Regions from separate parts of the Bos taurus genome. Here region 2 is linked to region 1. A link is a contact called in public Hi-C data. All regions are on one chromosome and are shown on one strand. Each heading gives the region's core, a stretch centred on a gene start, on an enhancer-like site or on the middle of the called end of the contact. The rest is flanking DNA. Distances are from core to core; before and after follow the strand shown. Region 1 overlaps LOC100335751 (a long non-coding RNA gene). Region 2 has its middle 50 kb from the start of NFKB1.

What was found. A called contact is a pair of places that touch in the nucleus more often than the background predicts.
Region 2: a Hi-C map of liver shows a contact between it and region 1, with 2.8 times the contacts expected there. The contact joins two enhancer-like sites. A contact is called at or near these places in 2 of 11 Hi-C or Micro-C datasets (liver and skin fibroblasts).

The regions. Positions count from the first base shown.
Region 1 is chr6:22,198,694-22,204,164 of ARS-UCD2.0, forward strand. LOC100335751 (a long non-coding RNA gene) reads left to right here. Exons shown (of 6, transcript XR_009494832.1): 1 at 1-4,095. Among named protein-coding and RNA genes, the nearest start is that of MIR2285BQ, 9.8 kb to the left of the region's middle. Within about 2 kb of position 2,323, at least 41 of the 102 cell types and tissues checked have an H3K27ac peak or open chromatin away from gene starts, as enhancers often do. A contact at or near this core is called in liver, where this site is marked.
Region 2 is chr6:22,366,415-22,371,885 of ARS-UCD2.0, forward strand. No RefSeq gene overlaps it. Among named protein-coding and RNA genes, the nearest start is that of NFKB1, 50 kb to the left of the region's middle. Within about 2 kb of position 2,702, at least 11 of the 102 cell types and tissues checked have an H3K27ac peak or open chromatin away from gene starts, as enhancers often do. A contact at or near this core is called in liver, where this site is marked.

The sequences.
Region 1 (5,471 bases), core at 1,073-3,572:
TAGGGTTAGGCATGTGACTTAATTCTGAAAATAAATGTGTTTCAGAATGAAACATAAAGTGATACTTAATGTGGGGCTTGGGAGGGTTGGGGCAGGCAAGGTTTCCTAAATGCAAAAAAGCAAAATGGCTGTTTGGGGAGGCCTGACAAATAGCTGTGAAAAGAAGAGAAGTGAAAAGCAAAGGAGAAAAGGAAAGATACAAACATCTGAATGCAGAGTTCCAAAGAATAGCAAGAAGAGATAAGAAAGCTTTCCTCAGTGATCAATGCAAAGAAATAGAGGAAAACAACAGAATGGGAAAGACTAGAGATCTCTTCAAGAAAATCTGAGATACCAAGGGAACATTTCATGCAAAGATGGCTCGATAAAGGACAAAAATGGTATGGACCTAACAGAAGCAGAAGATATCAAGAAGAGGTGGCAAGAATACACAGAAGAACTGTACAAAAAAGATCTTCACGACCCAGATAATCATGATGGTGTGTCACTGACCTAGAGCCAGACATCCTGGAATGTGAAGTCAAGTGGGCCTTAGAAAGCATCACTATGAACAAAGCTAGTGGAGGTGATGGAATTCCACTTGAGCTCTTTCAAATCCTAAAAGATGATGCTGTGAAAGTGCTGCACTCAATATGCCAGCAAATTTGGAAAACTCAGCAGTGGCCACAGGACTGGAAAAGGTCAGTTTTCATTCCAATCCCAAAGAAAGGCAATGCCAAAGAATGCTCAAACTACCACACAATTGCACTCATCTCACATGCTAGTAAAGTAATGCTCAAAATTCTCCAAGCAATATGTGAACCGTGAACTTCCAGATGTTCAAGCTGGTTTTAGAAAAGGCAGAGGAACCAGAGAAGTCTGTATGCAGGTCAGGAAGCAACAGTTAGAACTGGACATGGAACAACAGACTGGTTCCAAATAGGAAAAGGAGTACGTCAAGGCTGTATATTGTCACCCTGCTTATTTAACTTATATGCAGAGGACATCACGAGAAACGCTGGACTGGAAGAAACACAAGCAATCAAGATTGCCGGGAGAAATATCAATCACCTCAGATATGCAGATGACACCACCCTTATGGCAGAAAGTGAAGACGAACTAAAAAGCCTCTTGATGAAAGTGAAAGTGGAGAGTGAAAAAGTTGGCTTAAAGCTCAACATTCAGAAAACGAAGATCATGGCATCCGGTCTCATCACTTAATGGGAAATAGATGGGGAAACAGTGGAAACAGTGTCAGACTTTATTTTTTTGGGCTCCAAAATCACTGCAGATGGTGACTGCAACCATGAAATTAAAAGACGCTTACTCCTTGGAAGGAAAGTTATGACCAACCTAGATAGCATATTCAAAAGCAGAGACACTACTTTGCCAACAAAGGTCCGTCTAGTTAAGGCTATGGTTTTTCCTGTGGTCATGTATGGATGTGAGAGTTGGACTGTGAAGAAGACTGAGTGCCGAAGAATTGAGGCTTTTGAACTGTGGTGTTGGAGAAGACTCTTGAGAGTCCCTTGGACTGCAAGGAGATCCAACCAGTCCATTCTGAAGGAGATCAGCCCTGGGATTTCTTTGGAAGGAATGATGCTCAAGCTGAAAGTCCAGTACTTTGGCCACCTCATGAGAAGAGTTGACTCATTGGAAAAGACTGATGCTGGGAGGGATTGGGGGCAGAAGGAGAAGGGGACGACAGAGGATGAGATGGCTGGATGGCATCACCGACTTAATGGACGTGAGTCTGAGTGAACTCCAGGAGTTGGTGATGGACAGGGAGGCCTGGCGTGCTGCGATTCATGGGGTCGCAAAGAGTCGGACACGACTGAGTGACTGAACTGAACTGAACTGAACTGATGGGAGTTTGGCTCTAATGTGTACTGAACTTGGACAGACCACTTAACTTCTAAACCTCGGTTTCCTTACCTTTAAGACGAGGTTAGCAGTAATTACTGTTTTATAGAGTTGTGATGATTACAAAAAATAAAGCATGTACAATGCCTAGGATGGGTAAGTGACTCATAAATGCTGGCTTAAAACAGTTATTCCTCAAAGAACAGGGTTGGCTGTGGCTGGAATGATCAGGCCTAGGGGACGAAAGAAAAAGAACAGCTTAAGTCTTTTCTACCAAGGGAAAGTAATCATCAGACTTCTGTTTCCCGAGCTGGAGGAGAAATACTCAGGCAGTAAGCTGAAGAAGTTTCTAAATTTCCTTCTTTTGGTAAGCCTTTTTCCAGTTTTATTGACGCAAAAAAAGTTGAGCAGCAGGAGGCGTACCAGCTGTTGGGTGATCATGCAAAGTTCTTTTTCTTCCAGCAGAGGCCTCTTGTGCACAGGAAATGAGGCTGGTGGCGGCTGGAGGGGGACCATGGGTCAGGACGCTGGTTTCCTGGAGGCTTCCCCAGAGGAAGGCAGGGAGGGGAGACTAAGGAAGGGCTTGCGGCCCTCTGCCCTCACCCCGACCCCTGTCCAGCCTTCACAGAACTGGCTACCAGTGCCCTGGAGTGCTGGAGGCTTTGCTGAGAGAGAGAGGAGGGAGGGAGAGAGACGGAAAGAAGAATGGAGAGAGAAAGCAGGGAGGAAGGGGGCGGGGGTGTTGTGGAAGAAAGAACAGAGCAGCTTTGTTGAAGCTCCTCTGGCTCCAGGGCTCAGAGGTAGGGGGTCCAAGAGGCTGATCTCCAGGGTCAGACCTGCAGGGTGACCCTTTCTGCTGTTTTTCAATCCATTTCATTTCCCTTCATTGTTGCTACCTTGGCAAACGGGTGGCATCTCAATGATTTTTCATCGTAATTGAATTGCTATGGATCTATGGAAACTTGGCACAAAGCCGCCAGAGTAGCTGATTGCCGGGGGCGAAGTCAGACAAGCTCTTAAACGGCACAGTAGCAGAGTCATGCGGACCGAAACTGTACGTCACAGCATGACTTGAAGAAAGGGGCAACCTTCTGGTGGTGGAGGCAGCAAGGGCGGGTCTTCCCTGGTGCAGCACAGCTGCTTCTGTTGAAGGGGGGTGGACGTGTGGGTGCGTGCGACTTACTGCCCACGCTTCCTTTCTTTGTTAATTTTTATTGGAGTATAGTTGATTTACAGTGTTGTTGTATTAGTTTCAGATGTACCACGCATTCTTCCTTGAAAGTTTAAACCTGGAGTCTCTTGCCTTTCATAACCACAGTGGCCGCCAGCGCATTTGCTGTGTGCCTGTGTGGATCATCATTCAAGATGTGCTTTTGGCAAGGCAGGAAAGCAGTCAGGGCCAAGTGGTGGCTCTGACCTTCCCAGAGCAAAACTGGGAAGGAGAAGACAGCCAAGGGCCGCGCTGGCATTGTGCTGACTTGCCCAGTGGTCCGTAAGCATATGAGTGTGTACATCCCCGCCAGTGGGAATGGTAACCTGCCCGCTGGTGCTAGGGCCCAGGTGGTGATGGGGGGGATGCAGGGGCTGGGGCTTAGGAAGCAGATGGGGATGTTTCTTTTGGGTTAAGGTGAGCCCTTCCTCAGTACCTCCCCCAACCCCTGTGCTAACGGGTGAACCTAGAAAACCAATGATAGGGAACGTGTAGCCTTGGGAATTGGTGTTGGAATACGGCAGCAGCCATATTGAGGATTATAGGAAGGAGGTGCTATCACATCGTAGGGATTTTAAAAAGATGGCAATTTGGATAATTTACTTAGGTGATCTTCAAGATATTGTCTAGCCTTGAGAAAATGAAAGAATTTTAATTACATCTTCTTTTGACTCCATGCCTCCCTAAATCCATTACCTGGGGAAGCACAGTTTAGAAAGAAAGTTCCCCAAAAACTCACAAAATGAGGGGAAAGATATGCAACCCAGGGACCTCCCATCAATGAATAATTCATATTTAAGCAGTTTAGTCTATTATTATGGGGAGAATCAAATCATGTGAACTTTTAATCAACATCTCTTTTTAGGGGTACTCTGGGTTCATTTTGCATGTTGGCTTGGGTATGACATGATTCCATTGTTTTTATACATATTTGTAAGTATTTTTTCCTTTCTTTTTTAAATATAGAACTTCAAAGGACTTCGGACTCAGACATGGCTAAAGAATAACCTGTGGAATCAGATATACCTGGATTTGAATTTGGGGTGAGTAGTTACTATTCAGATTATCTGTTTCTTCATTGTAAAATTGGGGTTAAATATGAACCCATAGGGATGTCTTGAGAATTATGACTAGAATTCATTACAGCAAAGGGGTTGACGCGTCACAGATGCTCAAATCTGCCTGTCTCCTTTGCCTCTTTATTCCGGCTAAGATGCAGAGGGTGGGTTTGTGGGGGCTGTGCTCCATGGTGGTGCCAAGAATAGCTTCACCACATCCAACTACCACAGGGGACTCTGGCGGGTGAACGGGCAGCAGCCTGGCTTCCTGCTGCCAAAAGACAAAGACTGCAGATCCTGAAAAAATCTGGGTTGTACTTGCAGAGTGCAGAAGGCTGAGAAGATGACGAAGCCTCTAAGGAAGCTATTTTTGAATGGCTTCCTGCTGAGAGACGGGCTTTGGGAAGCTTTATTTCAGGCCCATTGTAGTCCCCACCTGTCTGCTGCATTCCTTCTGCTGTCTCCCCCCATCTGCTGGGCCAGAATGGAAGACGCTCCTTCCTCAGAGGCACAGGCGGCACTGGCAGCCTTTTGTCCGAGCACGCACACTCAGGATACCACTGTGATTTGGGAGGAGAGAAGGGAACCGAAGAGAAATAGGGCTTCTTGTTAAAGAAGGGAAGTGCTGTTTTCACTTCCAGCGTGTGTTTCTTCGTGGTTCCTCCTGGAGTCAGCTTCTCTTTAACGTGACCTCCTGGTATGGGAATTGTTGGGACAGTAACGAGCACCTCACACCTAAGGCTTGAAACATCAGCTTGTTGCTTCATTTACTCATAAATCTGCCACTGAGGCTGGACTCTTCCGGGGCAGCATCGCCTGAGGCAGTGTGAAGGCTCCATAGGTGTGACTCTGGCTGCTGCTGCTCAGTCCTTGAGTCAACAAAGTTTGACTCTTTGTGACCCCATGGACTACAGCACGCCAGGCCTCCCTGTCCATCACCAACTCTCGGAGTTTACCCAAACTCATGTCCATTGAGTCGGTGATGCCATCCAACCGTCTCATCCTCTGTCACCCTCTTCTCCTCCTGCCCTCAATCTTTCCCAGCGTCAGGGTCTTTTCCAATGAGTTGTCAGCTCTTCGCATTAGGTGGCCCAAGTATTGGAACTTCAGCTTCAGCATCAGTCCTTCCAGTGAATATTCAGGGTTGATTGATGGCTGGGATGCTCTCAAAGCTTCACTCCTCCACGTCTGCCCTTTCTGTTGGCGGTTCCTCCGCATGGCCACTTGGCTCCCTCAGAGCATGTATGCTAACTGGCTTCCAACAGGACAAGACCAGACCCGAGGGACTGGGCAGAAGTTGTATTGCATTTTCTCACCTAATCTCAGGAGTCACTTACCATCACTTCTGCTCTTGTCACAGG
Region 2 (5,471 bases), core at 1,452-3,951, 170 kb after region 1:
AAGAAGATTCATCATCAGAGACACAGAAAAAAACAAAATAAAGCTCTCCTTCATTTTAACAAATCCCTTTAAGGTATAAATCTATAATACTTTTTGTGGCTCTAGTAAATGCATCTTAAGAAAAATATATAAAGATATTGGGGAACGCCCAAGAATTACATGAAAAAGGAAGGGCAGAGCTGCTATGTTAGGGCATCATAGCAAATGAGAGTGCTTCAATCTAGGAACAACTGACTGGATTTTCCTGACATGTAGGAATTACAAAATGCATGGCTGAATTTGAAAACAAATCCTAAGATACCTTTGAAGCTTAAAGAATTAAAGCGTTTAGAGTTTCTCAAATAAAAAATTTTAGACATTGGATTCTAAACTAGTGGAAGTACCTTAACCAATTGGGATGAATACATGAATTTGTTTTTAAAGGTCTAAATAAAGTCAATGGACATATATATTAGTATCACTGAGGAAAATTTGGACTTGTTTATCTGTTGAGTTGGACATCCAAGAGCTTGATGTCTGGAATCAGGCCTGGCTTGAATCTCAATTTTGCCTCTGGTTATGTGACTGTGAGCAATATTTTGAATCTCTTGGCTCCTCAGTTTCCATAATTATACAGTGGGATACTAATGACCCTCACTTCATAGGTTTAGAGGTCATTAACTGATTTAATTTTGAACTGAAGTCATTGAATTTAAGCACATGAAAAGGACTTAAAACAGAGAACAGTATATTGACAGAGTTCAATAAATGTTACCTACTGTCATTAGCTTTTTCGATGAGTCACCTGTCCTTTGTCCCAGTCAGTAGTTCTCAGTTGTGAGGAGATAATGCAGCCATATTTCAGTAAAAGAACAGGGTAGTAGTAAAAGAACAGGTGTTCTTCCATCCTGCAGAACTTCACAGTGGAACCCTCTAATGGTATGCTGGTTTTGTCTGTCTAGGTAGAGTGCATGGTCATTATTGCGCCCAACTGTTTGTATTTTCTAACAGAGAAGATTCAAAGACATTATATCCCATAAAGATACTAAGAACTCTTATTAAACCTGCATCCTCTATGCTGCTTCAAGGTGATTTACATGTAAGGCATATGGGAAGAGAGCTCAATGAAGAAAATGACTGGGTAAATACTTAATGAATGGTTCAATTAGTGGGCAGAAAACCCCCATGAACAATGGACTGTGGCTGAAAAGTTACCTTGTTCATGATTGACTCAGAGAGAAAAAAGTCATGCAAATATTGATACTAATAGGCTAATTCTTTGTGCGTAGAAGCGATCTAGGTTTTAATGGATTAAGTGGTTGGAAAGTAGAAATCATCTCATCTGAAATAAATTCCAGTGTGTACTTCAGAAAACAAGAAAGCATGATTGCTGTCGTAGAGATGCCAGCCACAATTCCAAAAGGCAGGTTTAACATGGAAAAACATCAAATTTTAGTAATAAAATACAAAATGAGATGATTGTCTATAGATTTTTTTTTCAGGATGATTGAAGAATTTTAGATATTTGCATATATTAAGAATTGATCAAAAGAAAATGCTGTTAAAAATTTTGAGAAACAAGCAGGTAGTTGTAAGTGTAATTCTTTCAAAGAGCCATTGATAATGTGTAACAAGAATCATAAAAGTTCATGTATTTTGACTGAAGTCCATTATTGGGAATTTGTTTTAATAAAAAAATTCTCTCTACCCTGTCTCCTAAATTATCTCTTTTTTGATCAAACTTCAGTCAGGTTCCCCTGAACCCTGTTCTCAACCAGGCTTTGACCTTGGCCTTCCATGGCCAAGGACATGGAAGGTCAACTTCCTGTCCAGCCTTGTTTGGCAAGAATTGCCTCACCCTTGGTATCTAATCATCTGTGATATCTGATCAGATTCTGCACCCCCTAACTTTGATGTATAAGTCCTTGACCTGCCTTTAGGGAAAAATCTGTGAGATGAGTTTAACAAGAATGCCCCTACCCTTGAAGTCTCCTCTTAGTAATTTTTCCATCCATCAACACCTCACCCTGCTTCTCGGCCATAAATCCCCACTTGTCCTTACTGTATTCAGAATCGAGCACAAGGTCTTCCCTATTGCAAGTGTCTTGATAATTTTTATTGATAATAAAAGTTCTTGATAATAAAAACTGCTCTAACAAGAGTCAGATAATTTTTCTTTAATTCTGTCTATCCATATTTGCTAGAGTGGAGAGCTGAAAAGAGCCTAAATATTTATTAGTGGGAGGTGACTAAATAAATTTTAAAACATAACCTTTGAAGCAGCAGGCTGGCATTAATATGTAAGTAGTGGCCAACATTAACAAGATATTGTTATCTGTGTCACACTAGGAGGTTTATCTGCCAGATCTCCCAAAGGAACTGAGTCAGCAAGAGCCTAAAGTTTCAGTGTTCTCCATCCTAGGCTCCATCTTCTTGTCAGCAGTGGCTTCCTCTGTCCCTCAGACCTCACCACAGAAACCACGGCTGCTCACCTTCTTATTGTGGAACAGACCCCTCTCTCCTTTCCTCTTCAGAAGGGAGCAATACTGGAGGAAACAGTTTTATCCTTTGTTTTATTCCTGTGGCATGTTCCTCCTTACAGGAGGAAGACTGGTTTATCTTACTGGCAACATCGACCAATGACACATACACACTGAGCTTTGTTAACCAGTGCTGAGGTCACAGCTTCAGAATGTGGGCGGCATCGTCGCCTGTCTCTCTTGTTGCTTGTTAATTTGTGGACCTGTGTCGCCACCTGCCCTGTGTCTCCTGGTAATAACCGGGCCAGGCCAAGGGTTGTCTCTGTAGGCCAGTTTAGTTCTAAGCCTGCTAATGGGTGAGAATATCAAGTGGAGCTGCTCTGTGGGACCAGGGGTCTTCATTTTAGGAGAGTACTCAGCTGAAAATTGTGTTTCCCAACACAAGTTACCAATATTCTTTTTTTGGGGATTACTTGCTTTTGCCTGACCTCTGATGCTTGGTCTGTATTTCTTTGCCTCTAACTGGATCCTTATGAATATTTCTCAGATATTAGGAAACATAAGGAAGGAAGCAGTAGTGTGCTGGTAAACTGGCTCTGTGGGAGAATAAAGGCCAGATTATAAAACTGCTGACTTTTATAATGAAATGCGCTCACCATGGCATATTTCCAGGCCTCAACAGGCTGCTGGGCAAAATTAACTATCAGCTCTTGCAAGTGTGCTCCAGCACACCACAGGAAGGAAGAAAACCACCAAGCTTCATTAGGTACAATTTGCCACATCGAGGGAACAACTTTCTCTCAATCCATTTTCAAACTCCTGGGGAAAATTCTTAGTGGCCCAACCTGGCTGTTAGGCTTTTGTCCTTAGGTTTATCTGTAACCAAGGGACAATGACTATGAAGTAGAAGGAATCATAGTCGTTGGAAGTCTACTGTAAAGGGTCAGAGGCAGTTAGGGTCAATGTGTGCTGGGCTAATAGCCTGAGTCTCTTCAAACCAGAGCCTAAGATGAAGGCTTATGTACATGAAGTTTACTCAGAAATATGACCCCAGGAAGCAGGAGTACAGGACCAATAGGGAAGGAGAGAAAGACAAAATACAGATACATTATTAAATTCACAAATCTTACTCTTTCATTAATACTGGGTAATAAAAAGCCAATTTACCTAAAGACTTCATAGTAAAACATGAACTGGGAATTACCAGGAGCCATCACTAGAGCTTGAGAACAAATGCAGGGTGGAAAAATGCAGGGTGGAAGAGCATTAAGTGGAGAAGGCCTGACCTTTGATGCTTGGTCTGTATTTCTTTGCCTCTAATTGGATCCTTATGAATATTTCTCAGATATTAGAAAACATAAGGAAGGAAGCAGTAGTGTGCTGGTATTGTGCTGGTATTAAGGATTTAATAATTGACAGTATTAAATAATATTAAGGAGAAAAAATATAAAATGGTGTTTTTAAAACAAAGCAATAGACTGTAATGGCAGAATGCTTATATGCACATTAGTAGCACACAGTGGGGTGTCAATGGCACCCCACTCCAGTACTTTTGCCTGGAAAATCCCATGGATGGAGGAGCCTGGTAGGCTGCAGTCCATGGGGTCGCGAAAAGTTGAACACGACTGAGAAACTTCACTTTCACTTTTCACTTTCATATATTGGAGAAGGAAATGGCAACCCACTCCAGTGTTCTTGCCTGGAGAATCCCAGGGATGGCACAGCCTGGTGGGCTGCTACCTATGGGGTCGCACAGAGTCAGACACGACTGAAGTGACTTAGCAGCAGCAGCAGCAGAGGGTTAAGAGAGGAGCACATGCCAGTCCTGGTGACGTCACTTCACCTTTAATTGGAATGTGCTACGTGTCAGCTCTATGGACCACTCCATCTCTTTCAATTTTGGTTATGTGAACCAATTAAGCTCCCTGACTTCCTTGGTGGCTCAGATGGTAAAGCGTCTGTCTACAATGCGGGAGAGCCGGGTTCGATCTCTGGGTCGGGAAGATCCCCTGGAGAAGGAAATGACAATCCACTCCAGTACTATTGCCTGGAAAATCCCATGGACAGAGAAGCCTGGTAGGCTACAGTCCATGGGGTCGCAAAGAGTCGGACACGACTGAGCGATTTCACTCACTTTATTGCTTAAGCCAGTTCGAATTATGTTTTCAATCACTTGCAATGAAAGAGTTCCAACTGCTGTACTTTCACAATCACAGAGATCACACTGTATTCTGATTGTTTGTGTCTTCTCCAGTAAATTGTCACATCCTGTGCATGTGTGCTGTTGCATCAGTCGTGTTCGAGTCAGTGCGACACCATGGACTGTAGCCTGCCAGGCTCCTCTGTCCTTGGAATTCTCCAGGCAAGAATACTGGTGTGGGTTGCCATTCCCTTCTTCAGGGGATCTTCCTGAACTCAGAGATCAAACCCATGTCTTCCACATCTCCTGCATTGGCAGGCGGGGTCCTTACAACTAGCATCATCTGGGAAGCCCTCACCTCCTGAGGTCAGAGCATCTTATTCCTCTTGCACCTCCAGCAGCTAAGAGAGCATGTGACATGTAGTAGGGAGTTCAGGAAATGCTGGATTAAAGGACTAAATTTGTAATATTAACTTTGCTTCTGTGATACTGATCTTTTCTAGTTTTATCAATGTTTTTTAAAAATATTAAACCATTTTTTATTATTTAAAATAATTTATCTACTAATGTGCATATAAGCATTCTGCCATTACAGTCTATTGCTTTGTTTTAAAAACACCATTTTATATTTTTTCTCCTTAATATTATTTAATACTGTCAATAATTTTATTTTCTATCCATCAAGATGGGCCATTGAGCTGTGATTTCAAATAGGCTTTTAGTATTAAATTTCTTCTTTTTCTTTTTGACTTTCTTCACCCATTTCTCCTACCCCTCATTAATACTTTTTAAATGGCAACCCACTCCAGTGTTCTTGCCTGGAGAATCCCAGGGACGGGGGAGCCTGGTGGGCTGCCATCTATGGGGTCGCA